Regions from separate parts of the Gossypium hirsutum genome. Here region 1 is linked to region 2. Evidence: chromatin contacts called from public Hi-C data. All regions are on one chromosome and are shown on one strand. The core of a region is the stretch at or near the end of the contact, and the rest is flanking DNA. Distances in the headings are between cores, read along the strand shown. Region 1 has its middle 26 kb from the start of LOC107942317. Region 2 holds the start of LOC107890586 (inosine triphosphate pyrophosphatase).

Region 1 (6,828 bases), core at 132-2,631, 39 kb before region 2:
GGATCAAAAGGAACTTCATGTGTGCAATTGGATGCCAAACAACCCACGCGATAGAGACGATTAAAAAGTTAATAGTTTTAATTGTGTGAAAGATATTTGCATAAGAAAGCTTTTACGATTGGGTCCCTTGAGCCCAAACCATTAACAATTGGGTTCTTAATTCACACAAATTGAAGCATGGGCCATATACCTCAGGTTTCAGGCTTATTTTTAGGCCCTTGGACGCCATCCTAATTGCGTATATTTGACTCACGTTTCTCCAACCTTTTGATTTTCTTTTCAAAATAACTTCATTTTGGTCAACCGATTCGATGGTACAACAACAAACGCCTTTCATTTAAATAGAATTTTGATTGGCATCCATTTTCGGACTTCTTTTTAAAGAAAGGAGATATAGCTTGAGCTTTTATATCGTTTTTTTTAACATTAATTTTATTATAGGTTCTTAATTATTATATCTGTTCTTTTTTATATAATACTTAAAATTATCCATAGCTCTTCCCAACCCTTGAATAGAAAGATAATACGTTTCAGCATACTTAAACCCATGTCCTTTTGCACCGATAACAATATAGATGTCAATCGAATTAAAACTCAATCGATCATTCAGATTCTTTTATATGCATTTTTTAAGCTTTATTTCCAATGTACTGAAGTTGTTAGGGCTTCTTTTCTTTCTTTTTTTTTGGTTGTAATATTTTACATAAAATAATAACAACAATAATAATCTAATTTTGGATTCTAACAAAAAAAAATTTTAATTAGGGCTTTTATTTTCTTTATTATTTTTCTTTTCTAACACAATTTTTTTGGATTTTTTTATTTGTTGGTTTATTTTTTATCTTTGATTTTTTTTTGAGAATACAATCTTTTAAATTTAATATTCTTTAATTAATTTTTATTTTAACTATTATTAAGTTATTCTTTTTAATTTTTTAAGTGATCGAACCAAACAATTCAATCGATTGAATTGAAAATTGAAAATCCAACCAGTTCCTTCATTCCAATACTTACAAAATTGATTCAAGATTCACCTTAATTTGACAATATTATTTACATTTTTATTACCTTATCAATAATAAATATTTTTAAAAAAGCTTATTATTTAAACAATATTTTATTTTATTTTTATTTTACCCACAAGTGTACTTAGAAATAGTTATATAATATATATATTTATATGCAGCCTACCAAATTCAATATTGTTGGGCACCAAACTATATGCAATAGTTCTCAGTTGAAAAAAGAAAAGAAAAAGAAATCAGTGGTTAAGAAGGAAACAAAGAATAGATGTTAATGGTCAGCCAAACAACTGATGGCAATGGGAGCTTTACTTTGTTTTTATCAACTTTTTTGAGTGCACATGCTCCCATGTGACCACTTCCTTTGTGGACCTCTACCCTATAAATCCATCTCTTTTATTTTTCCTTATCAATCAATATATACATACCATGTATATGTATTTTTTATGTACAGGTATAAATTTATGGACCTTATATTAACAACCAATATCCAATACGAAACCAAAATATATATATTTTTTATATATTAATGAATCACGTAATGTTGTTTTATTAATAAATAAACATAACGTTAAGATAATACATGCACATGCAGAGATGGACATTATTCTCTTTGGCTATAATTGATTCCATGCTTGCATGCGTACATGGAGAAGCAAGCTTATATGTAAATCAGTTTCTTTTGTTGTTTTTTTCTTTGGGAGAAATAATAATCATTGAAGTGATGAATGGATATGATTAAACAAATGCGGGTTTGTATGATATAATTGATGTTGTATTTTATTGTATTAATGATAAAGTTATCCAAAATATTGGGTTGCTGAAAGTTTCAGCAAAATGTCGCATGCATGATTCTACAACACCAATTTATAAATGTCAAAAACCCTTAAATAAAGGGATCCTCAACCATGTGCTTATCTATCTGGGTAGAATATTAGAAAAGTTAATTTTGTCAGACTTTTCGCTCAATTCCAGTTCATTTCATGCCCTGATCAAAATTTTCTTCTTAAGTCGAGTGGTAAATAGTCTGGAATTTTTTAAATAAAATTTTGGATTTAAATTTTGTGAATAAAAAAATAGTATTCGATCTAGTGATTTCGACTTCAAATTTAATTGAAATTCGATGTAGTTATTAGGGTAAATCAAATATTCTTTAATAAAATTAGTTGTTGGTTAATGATAAACTAGCGTTATCCCTTATTTTATGGTTTCAACATTTTAAGCTAATAAAATTGGTTGATGAGGCATGTCCTTTGAAGGACAAAAACCATTTAGGTTTGGCATTTAGAGAACCTTACTTCGAGGACAAGATTTCTGAGTGAACGACATAAATTAAGACAAGGACTGGTTTTGTTTGGACAACCTAATCAATCTCCATAATTTCGTGTACAGTTTGAAGCTAGAAAGGGGAAATTTTAATTTTAATTTTTCTTTTCAAAATATAATTTCTATTATTATTTTAATTTGTAATTTTATAATTTTTGAAGTAACCTAACTTTCATTTTTACCATGTTGGAGGAAACTAAAGCCTTTGTTTGCCCTGATGTCTCTAGAAGCAATAATGGTTCGGTTTTGATAAATTTTAAAAAAAATTGATTATCTTGAAATATTATGGCTGATCAAAAGTTAAATTGAATATCAAACTTATCAAATCGAATTAAATTTCACAACTTCAGATTAATTCCATTTGTCAATTTAAAAAAAATTATAAAATTTTAAAGTTTCTTCCGCTAATTTAAATGTAAAATAAATATTGTATTATAAATAATTTAAAATTAAATATAAATTATAACTTGGTTGCCTTAGCATTAATAATATTCTTAAATTACTCATAACCCTTCTCAATCCTTAAAATAGAAGATATTACTTGTTCAAATGCATTCAAATTCATATTCTCATTACAACAGTAACGATGTTAATCATTCTAAAATTCAATAGGTGTATTTTAGAAGATATATATCTTAATTTCATGTGCGATTTAGTATAATCCTCCATTTATTTTTATTTTTATTTTATTTTTTTAACTCTTTTAACATCCCTGAACCGAGTCTGAAATTTTGTAATGTTTCACCGCAATTTCACAGAAGGTTGTAAGCAATGTAACAAAAGATGTACAAAACTGCTCCCAACACCTGTTTGGTACTATAATTATTAAATCCAAAAATTCTTCATATAATTTTATATTGTTTTTGGGTTTATCCATAATAGAAATTAAGGTTATCCTAGTTATCCATTCCAATGCAAATGGCACCATAACATGGGATGTCAGAGTGGCAGAAAATCTGATAATTTGAGAATATTTTCTCTATCAAAATATTCATATCTCATATCTGTTTCTTCATTTCTTTTGGTCTGACATTCTGATTCTTTAACTCAGATTATGTATAAATAAAATTTGCTGAAGCTAATTAAATTATTGGATGAATGCCACAGCTCAAATTCACAATATGTTCACGACCAATAAACAAAGGGGTAATATATTATTTGGGACCTAAATTTGGTTCTAATGTTCAATTTAGTACTTGAATTCTTTTTTGTCCTCGTTTGATATTTGAATTTGGTTTCAATATTTAATTTGGTCCACGGCCAAATGACATCACATGACTGAATAAATATTTTTACACATTCTCTAGTAAGAAAACATAGGGATTTAATTGTGAAAAAAAAAACTCAAGAGCCAGATTGAAGCCAAACTCAAATACTTAAATAGGAAAAAGAACTCAAGTATCGGATTGAAAAAAAAAAGCTCAAGTATCAAACTAAACATGGAAGCCAAACTCGTCGACTAAGTCTAGCTCAATTGGCATGAGTATTGTTGTCAATGCAAGAGGATATGGGTTCGAATGCGTCAAAGCGCATTATCCTTTTATTAATGGGTTGGGGGGACTACGAATGGGTTTGTTCAAAAAAAAATCTAAAGCCAAACTCAAGTACCAAATTGAACATTAAAACCAAACTCAGATACTAAAATGCATAGTAACACATAAATAAATGGTTGTTACTCCTAATTTAAATTATAAGAAGCTTAATGTTTTTTTTAAATAAAGTCTTGAATTCGAGTTTTATGAATGGAGAAAACATCGATGGAAGAGCTTTATCCTCCATTTAAAGATCTAATCTGATTCAACTCTAAATTTGATCATAGTTCAATGTGACTATTAGATATGAGTGGGTCTAAAAAAATTATTGTTATGTGTAATAAAGCAATTACATTGGTTTTTTGCAATTTAAAAGTATGCTTATTCCATTCAAAAAAATATATGGTCAAATTTTGATGTTGGTCTCTATACTTTGACAAAATTTGAGATTTAATCATTGTACTTAAAAAATTAAAAATTAAGCCCCCTATTTTCTTGATTTAAAAATCACAGTCCAATAATTAAAATTGTAAGTCTTTTCTGTCATGATTTGTCAATTTGGATGTTGATTATGCTGTCCTCATATGATGTGGCATATGATTGACACGAAGTAAACTTATTATGTTAGCAAAGTTTACCTGAAATTACTAACGATGATAATGATTGGACTAAGATTCTTAAATTTTTTTTAAAAAAAAAGAAGGGTTAAATTTTAAACTTATAAAATACAATAACTATATTTCAAATTTTATCAAACTATGTGGACTAACAATTGAAATACACGTACAAAAGATTGTCCCACATTAAAGTTAAAAGGGATATTTGAGGCTTTGTCCACAAAAAAAAAATAGATATTTGATAAAAGTTAATAATTGTCAGGGTTAACAGTGTAAAAAGAAAATCCCAATTGGCTAATTTTTTTTTCTTTTTAACTTTTTTGGTAAACATTTTTTTATAATCTCATACATATATATATATGATAGAATATTTAAAATTACCCATAATCCTTCCCCAATCCTTAAATAGAAGGATAATACGTTTCAGCACACTCGAATCCACGTCCTTTTGCATTGATAACAATGCCTATGTCAATTGGCAACATATTTTTTAAATAGGATAAATACCAAAATTATACATAAAAACTATGATTTAATGTGCAATTGTATATATAAATTTTGATTTTGTATAATTTTATACATGAAATTCTAATTTGATCAAAATTCTTGTAAATTATTAACATAATTATTCATATAATATCATTTTATATTTATATCTTTTATACGTAAATAATTATATTTATCTAATATAAAAATAAATCGATGTATTTATTTCTTTAAATGTGTATGATTAAATCAAAATTAAAATTTCAAGTATAGATTTAAATCACAATTAGAGTTTCATGTATATAATTACACTAAATTAAAATTCATATATATAATTCTACATTAAATCAAAATTCATATATAATTTTAAAACTTTTCCCTTTTAAATCAGAGTACTTAAGATAATTAACAGACTAAACTTTAAATTACAGAAAAGTGCAAAAGCAGAACTAATGATATTTGGCAATAATCATTGTTAATTGCTGGATTCTACTCAAAATTAATTAAAATGTCAACCATTTATCAAAAATTAAAATGTCAAAACCATATATTTATCCTGTAATTATGATCAATCATATAGGGTTTAATCACTTATCTAAGATTTGGGAGCTCCTTCCTTTTACTTTCTGTTCTTTTCAGTGATTGATTGCTCACCTGTAAATTTGTCTTCCTGTATTATGTCTTTATATATATAAATAAAATTCAGAGGTGTTTTTAGATTTCATTTAACTTTATTTTAACATTGAGTTGGGTGATTAAAAAGTTTAATATTTCTTAAATAAAGTTTCAATTTCAAATATTGTACATAGAAAAAATAATTTGTTTGAAACTTACCCAAACTTCAAAGTAATTAAAATTTAATATAATTATCGCATACCCAAAATTAATCGTTTAATTTATATAAATACTTTTAATTGTTAATTATATAATATATTTTATTATAGTATATACTCAGTTTTATTTTTTCCGTTAAACCTCATCAAAAGGCTATCCTATTCTGGATCCAAACATATATCACTCAATCACCTTGACAAGACAGTTATTGTTCATCATCAACATATTCTAAAACTCAATCTAGTAAAATTGTATAATCAACAACAAGGGAATCGATGAATGAGAAGACCATGAATTAGAATACATATAAATCATATTAAAACTAAAACTCTTAAATCTTGAGGTTCGCTGATTTGGGTTACTGTTCGGAGTACGTATTTTAATATGATGTTTGATGTTAAAAGACAAAATGATTAGCATAATGCATAATGTCTCTTAAGACCGTAAATCACACAAAAGATTGTGAGTCTCCAGTTACCTCCTTAATCATAGCCATTAATGTAAAAAAAAAAAAAAAGAACCCATCTTTTTTTGTAGTTGTTGACATGACATGACATGACATGACATTTGTTCTAGAGAAACAAGATTCGTTGTTGCAGCAAGCTGGCCGTACAGCTACTTTAAGCATGCAATTACAATGTCCACATGCCGCTATCCCTTTATCCAACATTTTTAAACTACTGAATATTTTTACTATAATATTGAATGCTTAAACAATAAACAAAGTTTTAAAAAAATAAGGGCTGTGCCGCCACCAATCACTCCGCAAGCAAAGATTATAAACATAAAATAAAGATGAGAAGTAATCAAATAAAAAATATTGAGAAAATAGAAAAATCTTAGTATTAGAAAGGTTGTAAGCCAATGGAATCGAAAATGTGGCAATGAATTGGCTAGGATTAAATGATAAAGAAATTTGATATTTTTCAAGTAAGGTAATTATTGGATTTCAATAAAATTTAAATTGAAAATACTTATTTGTTTTGTTTTAATGATTGAAAGAGGATGGGA
Region 2 (7,028 bases), core at 620-3,119:
TCAGCATTTCATGGACCCTGAAATCATTAACATAAATGCAGCACTATGTCGATCTTCAAGAAAAACACATTTCTTATAAATTAGAAATGGAAAAATTCCACGTAACTCTGCCAACTCATACCCTGACTGAAGTACCAGAAATACCACTCTCCCACCACCATTTTCCCTAGTCCATGTTTTTGCTTCCATTCATTGTTCAAAAGATGTTTAAATTACAAAGAAAAAAATACTATACATGGACCAGCACGTTCTGATCAATTTACCATTTTGGTCTTATTGACCTAACAATGTAAATTAGTACAGTCCAAACCAGTTTCTTTGTGCTTCGTTGCAGGCATATTTAGACATTTCATCATCAAAATGGAACTAGAAAGATAGGAGTTAAGGGAAGAAAGCAGAAAATAATCTTGCATACTTACCGGGGTTTTTCCCAGAAAGGTAACAGGTTCAACATCAGGACCAAGGGCAAAAGAAAACGCACATAAAGCATAAGCTGACTTATCCTCGTATGCCATCAACAAGTTATTCAAACCTAGAAAAAGTAAGAAAGTGAAGTAAACAGATCAGAGGAGACTATATGAAGCATCTTAAATTTGTCATTGATATTTCTAAAAAAGAGGAAATGAAAGAGGGTATTTTCAGAAGAGAACCTTCATGGCCAATCTTCTGCAAAAACCACTTGCTGCAGAACACATTAGATAATGACAATTAGGAAACATAAAACAAGAACCTCAATATAACATCGAAAAAGAGAAAGAATATAATGTAACTATATCATTTTCAAAATCATGTAAAGCAATTTTGGTTGCATCATGACAAACAAAGGTTAAGCTTAAACCTATAATTTTAAGAAAATGAAGACAAAATAATAAGATTATTACAATTGAGACTAGTAGTCATGCCCTGCATCTATAAGGGATTATATTAATAATTGATCTTAAGACTCTCAAAAACAATAATTAAATGAAGTCAATTAATGGCTGAACATGCAAACAATCTATTCAAAATGGATAACCATTTGCTTTATCAAGCCTAACAAGATTTCATACTCACAGAATAATCATAAACTTAATAGGTTCAGTTCTCCAAATACCAAAATACCAGAAACACGTTCAATACCATCCATTTCAATCAATTCTCTCTAGGAAATAAGAAGAAAGCTTACACCTTTTGAATTTTAACTGCTAGAATGAAAAGAGAGCTTACACGTATGGCCCTGCAAGTAGTTTAACAAAAATAAAATCATTAAGGAAAACCAAAACAGTGAAAAGAAAAGAAAAGAAAAAAAACATAGAAGATGATGAATACCTGGAAGACCCTTTAGTGCATTGAAACAAAGACATGTATCTTCAACCAACACTGGTCCATTCACCTTCACATACCCAAAAATAAAAAAGTTTCACTTCTTTAACATTAAAAAAGTAGGGCATTTTACAAAATACAAAGATTTATGAGTATATATAAACCTGGACAGCAGCCAAACAAGCCTTTTCTTTGGATATTTCTTCCGGTTCTCCTTGCAGTTCAGGCACTAAACAAGTAAAATGCAAAAAGTGATGAATAAAATCAAAGAAAAGAAATGAAAATGGAGTGGTAGAAGAATAGATTACGGTCAAGCTTGAGGGATTGGAAGGGGATGGATTGACCCAAGATGGATTTCACTTCTTCCAGCTTCTTGGCATTTCCAGTTACGAACGTTACCGGCCGTGAGACCAACACTGCCCTCGACGCCGCCGCCGCCATTTACCCTCCTTTTTTTCCTCGGCAGTTCAAGTTAGTCTATGTGTAATATATTTCGATTTTGGCTTAACTGCAAAATTAGCCCTCAAATATACCATTTTTTCTACTTTCAAGTATTTAAAAATTTTAACTATGAAAATCATCTATTTTGTAGAAATAAAATATACAGGTCATGTGTCACCTTATCATTAATAGTGGTGTATACAACTAAAAATAAAAAGTTGTGTATAGTTTTTTCCTAATTATTATATTCTTTGGGTTATATTAAATTAAATTAATAAGTTTTTTTTCCTAATTGTCGTATTCTTTGGATCAAATTAAATTAAGTTAATAATTTAGATATCAATGTTGTAAAAAAAAAATAAGTGCATAAATGAGAAAAGTAGTATGGTTTACATGCTAATTCTGCACTTAGGCCTTCAATTTTTAAAACTTGTAAAGGTTTCAGCCATAATTGGGTGAATTTGGAAAAATCAAAAGCCCTTCAGAATTTCGAAGACTTACGCTAGAAACTTGGGAAATTTTAGGGTCAGCTTCTTCTTCTTATTATTATTAAAGTGAAGCTTGTTTTTTAAATTGATTTTTAAAATTAAAATAGTTATTTTTTTCGGGGTAAATTATTCTATTAGTCACTTTAAATATAAATCGTTCTTATTTTGGTTACTTAATTTTCTTTTTGTTAATTTGGTCCCAAAGTAAAAATTGACCAAATTAGCCAATGCACCATTAAATGGTAATAGAAGACTAACTATGCATTTCTATTTTAGTCACTCTAAAATTACAACCCATCAATCACTCTAATAAAAGTTGTTCCTATTTTAGTCACTCAAATTTTTTTCTTGTTAATTTGATCCCAAAATAGAAATTGATCAAATTTATCACTTTAACATTAAATGGTAACAAAAGACTAATGATGCGTTTCTACTTTAGTCACTTTAATAAAAGTTGATCCTATTTTGGTCACCCCAAAATATTTTTGTACAAATGCATTGTTAGTCTTCCGTTACTATATAACAGTGGAGTGACAAATTTGATTAATTTCTTTTTTTTAGATAACCAAATTAACAGAAAAAAAAATACATTAGGTGACCAAAATAGAAACAGGCCCTATTTAAAGTGGCTAATAATGTTGTTTACCCTTTATTTTTATTCTACGTATTAATGCACCAACCAATCAAACGAGAGTACTAAAATGGAATAAAAATTGAATGGACTGGCAGACTATATATAAAAAACCAAAGGTCCCATTATACTTTGAATTAAACCAAAATGGGCTTTACATAAAATTACATTAAAAGCCCATAACATCTTAAATAATATAAATTGGGATATCATATAACAAAGAATTCAATATAAAAGGTTGAATGTGTTTTCAAGCCATAAAATGTCCTTTATCAAATATTGCAAAATAAAAGGCCCAATACAAAAATTTAAAATAAAACCCAACAAGTTTTAAATTCTATAAAATAGTACCAAATCACACACTAACCCAAGAATTCAATTTGGTCCTATCAACAAATTATACCATGGGCCTTGAAGCCCACTAAAATTGAATTAAACGAACCTAGATTTTCGAAAAATCAAATTAAACATATTTTTCTAATTCAAAATAGGAATTTGTAATCGAACAAAGTTCATATGTAAAAGTAATATGATATTGCAATACGAGATAAAAAATAATAATATTTGAATCCTTAACAAAAAGTTCTAACCACGGACACTTCTTGTTGCTTGTTAATTTACTTTAAAAATTGAGGAACCTATGCATAAGTGGGACCAAGTACTGAAGTGGGAATCCAATACCAAATCTTAACCATTCAATTTGGAGGATAAAGCTAATCAGCAGACATGAGAGGGATATAAAATTGCATGATTGATGACTTTGAGGGACATCTTGCAGACATGATTATCATCATGATCATCATATGGGCTCTGCTGGGAGATGCATGCAATAAATTAATGGGCCCGTACATATATATACACTTTCATTTCTTTTAAAACAATATATATTTGTACATAAATTATAAAGGATGCTAATAATTATTCTGTCTAATTATAACATGGAGCTTATAAAATGATGCTCACATAGAGCTTTTCGGCTTTTTATAATTAATTAGCTAATCCTGTACTACATTTATTTTTTATTAAGTGTTGGATTGAATAATGGAAGGTTGGACTCGTAAGCTGATTGAGGATGAAGTAATTATGTTACGAGGATGTCCGAATTTATACTTCGAGACACTCTCAAGTCGGTGAAAATTTTTGAGTAATGAAAAAGGTTAAGATAGTAAGATCAAGATGATGATGAAGATGAAAAAATACCAAGATTTTATATATGTTCTTTTGGTTCGTACATGAGTAAATTTAGATGAGATTTATAAGAATTATTTTATTGACCTTGTAATATGTCCGTGTCGATATTAACTTACCATATATGTTGAGGGTTGAAAGTTTGTATTTTAAATTATCTTATTGTGGGTCGTCTTTTATTAATGTTTACAAACCCTGTAGTTTTAGAGCTTTTAATTTATTGGTATCAATATATAAAAAATTAAAATAAATATAAAAGAAAAAGAAAATTTTAAATAAAAACACAATAAATTTATATAATTAATAGAATTAAGACCATAGATGCAAATCTTAGAAGATTGACTTGTAACGTGCCCAAATTTTATTTTCCTCTATAAATTTAAAGAAATTACACGTGGTCCTGAAAATGAGTAATAAATAATGCATAACAAATTAAGGTATTAAACAAATTTGGTCAAAAATTGTAATTCAAGCTTACTGGTAATCTGCAGCAATTGTAGGCGATGGTCTGATCAATAATCAGCAGAATTTCTTTACCTTTCAAGTTAACCAAACATGTTTATCTCTCAAATATATTAACACATTTTTTAAATTCAAGTCTTTTGCTTAAAATTTTATAAAAAGAATAAAATAACATAAATTGCTTTTTTTTATTAGTTTAGATATATAATTTTAAAATGATTTAGAAAATAAATTATAATTCATGTTTATATAAAAAAATTCAAAAGAGTTATTACAACATGAAATAAATAAATAATTTTATAATTTAAATAAATAAAAATGATGTTATCTTTATTTCATAAATTTGATTGATTGATTTAATTTAATTAAAATAAATATGAAAAAGAATTTAAAGTGAATGTATATTAAATAATGATTTTTATTGATTTAATTAAAGAAAATGTAAAAAAATAATAATAAAAGGGATAGTAAATATATTCAATTAAATAATTTTTGAAATATTTTTATTTAAATTTAATTATAAAAATAAATAGATAATAATATAAAATTATATATTTTATTATTTTGATATTGTAAATTATTAAAAATGAAATAGAGGTGAAGCAAATTTTGGTTTTCCAAAAATTACACAATTATTTTTTTCCTAGTTAAAATGAGGTAAAATAATATATTTACTTGTTTTAAAAAATGATAATGCTAAGGTATATATTGCACTCCCAAGAGAAGACGCAGGTTTGAATTTTGAATACGACATTTAGTTACAAACCTCGAACATGGATTATAAAATAGACATGAGATTCAAAATGCTTATATTCATTCTTTTATATATATATATACTAGTTTTTTATCACGTGCGATGCATGGGTTAGTTGTATATATTAATTGAAATGTCCTTAATAATTTTTATGAATCTATTTAATTTTTATAATGTTTCATTAATAATTTGATTACAAAATTAAATCATGGGTCAGTATGTAATAGATGACGAATGTCCTAGAACTGATTTATAACTAATTGTTGTTAAAATTATTCCAAAACTCTATTATGTATGTTATATTTATATTTGATTCTTAATTAAATTAAAATAAATTATTATATAATGTGAGTAATGGAAAGGTGTATAATATGGTAATTTAATTTAATTAATTATTATATAATGTGATTAAATTAAATTGAAATAAAGGAAGGGTCTGATTGCAAATGTGAAAGATTACTTAAAGGAGTTAATTAAAAACCATATGGATTTAATAATTATAAAGTTTTCAGCTTTGCTAAGTCATTGACCACATTGTGCATGTATTTTCTTTTCACCATCATAGTGCATGTATTTTCTTTCACTTATAAAAGGGAGAGAAGAGATAAAATTCCAAGTCATCGAAAAACAAACAAAACAACATGGGTGGTGGGAACGGTCATGTACTCGTGTTCCTGGTTTCAGTTTTCTTCTTCATCATATCATCATCAGTTGATGGAAGCCAATACAAGCAATTATCAACGATCCATGTAATGAATTCGATGGCTAAGGGGTCGGGACCAATGCAGATTCGATGCAAATCGAGGTATACAGATTACGGGATGCAGCAGTTAGGCGAAGGGACGGAATACCGATGCGGTGTTCGGGAAAAAGCGGTGTATTACTGCATGGGGATGACGGGGAGGCGAATAGCGTCGTGGCATGCATTTCAGCCACGCAGAGACGGGAATCGGAAGGCGGTTTTCTGGTTGGTTAAGGAGAATGGGATCTTTCTCAGTTGGGATAATTCTACCTGGGTTAGAAAATCTGACTGGGAAACTGACTGAATATCTGCCTTGTTTCTTTTCTGCTACTTGTTCTTCAGTATATACATGTGTATGTATGTTTACCGTAATACAATTCAGGATGAATTGTTGTGTTATAGCTTCTGATAAATTCTGAAATAAATAAATAATGTCAATTAAATTTTTAAAAAATTTTAACAAGTTTATGCTAAGGATCATGTTTGTTTGTCAACTTAAAAAAGAAATATTGAATTCTGAAGCAATAGCATTCTGTTTTTCCTTTTTCATTACAAGAAAGGATTTTAGCTGATGTGTTATTATCAGAGTTTGATTTAATTTATTTGGGTTAATTCTAAATATGGATTGGGTTGGGTTCTGTAATGGTTAGGGTTTGGTACTTAGAGATTTAGTTTAAATATTTATAAATTATATAGTAAAAATATAAAAGTATACTTTCAGAAAAAAATTAAAAACAACATAAGTTAATGTGTTGGTATTTTATAAATCAATAACCAACTAATTTATGTATAAAAAAAAATCAACTGATTTAATTTACTGTAATCAATCTCAGATTTAATTTATTGTAATTAATCTTAATCGGTTTGGTAGGTAATTATGCACCATAACTGCCTTTTTAGGTATCGAATGAGATGCACCTTATTTAACCCGCTGTCTCTTTTTAAGTACATGGGCTTTTAGAGGAGAGAAAAAATTCCCACAAAAGACAATACCAAATATGTTGCGAGGTCCATTGGCTC

What was found. Hi-C and Micro-C count contacts between places; a contact is called where the count stands out from the background.
Region 1: a Hi-C map of leaf shows a contact between it and region 2, with 2.1 times the contacts expected there. The contact joins the enhancer-like site here to the promoter of LOC107890586 in region 2. A contact is called at or near these places in 18 of 34 Hi-C or Micro-C datasets (anther, callus, fibers and 4 more).

The regions. Positions count from the first base shown.
Region 1 is chrA09:80,748,219-80,755,046 of Gossypium_hirsutum_v2.1, reverse strand. No RefSeq gene overlaps it. Among protein-coding and RNA genes, the nearest start is that of LOC107942317, 26 kb to the left of the region's middle. Within about 2 kb of position 1,381, at least 2 of the 9 cell types and tissues checked have an H3K27ac peak or open chromatin away from gene starts, as enhancers often do. A contact at or near this core is called in leaf, where this site is marked.
Region 2 is chrA09:80,709,948-80,716,975 of Gossypium_hirsutum_v2.1, reverse strand. LOC107890586 (inosine triphosphate pyrophosphatase) reads right to left here and starts at 1,869. Exons shown (of 9, transcript XM_016815090.2): 1 at 1,611-1,869; 2 at 1,467-1,531; 3 at 1,309-1,372; 4 at 1,207-1,216; 5 at 651-682; 6 at 420-532. The coding sequence starts at 1,743.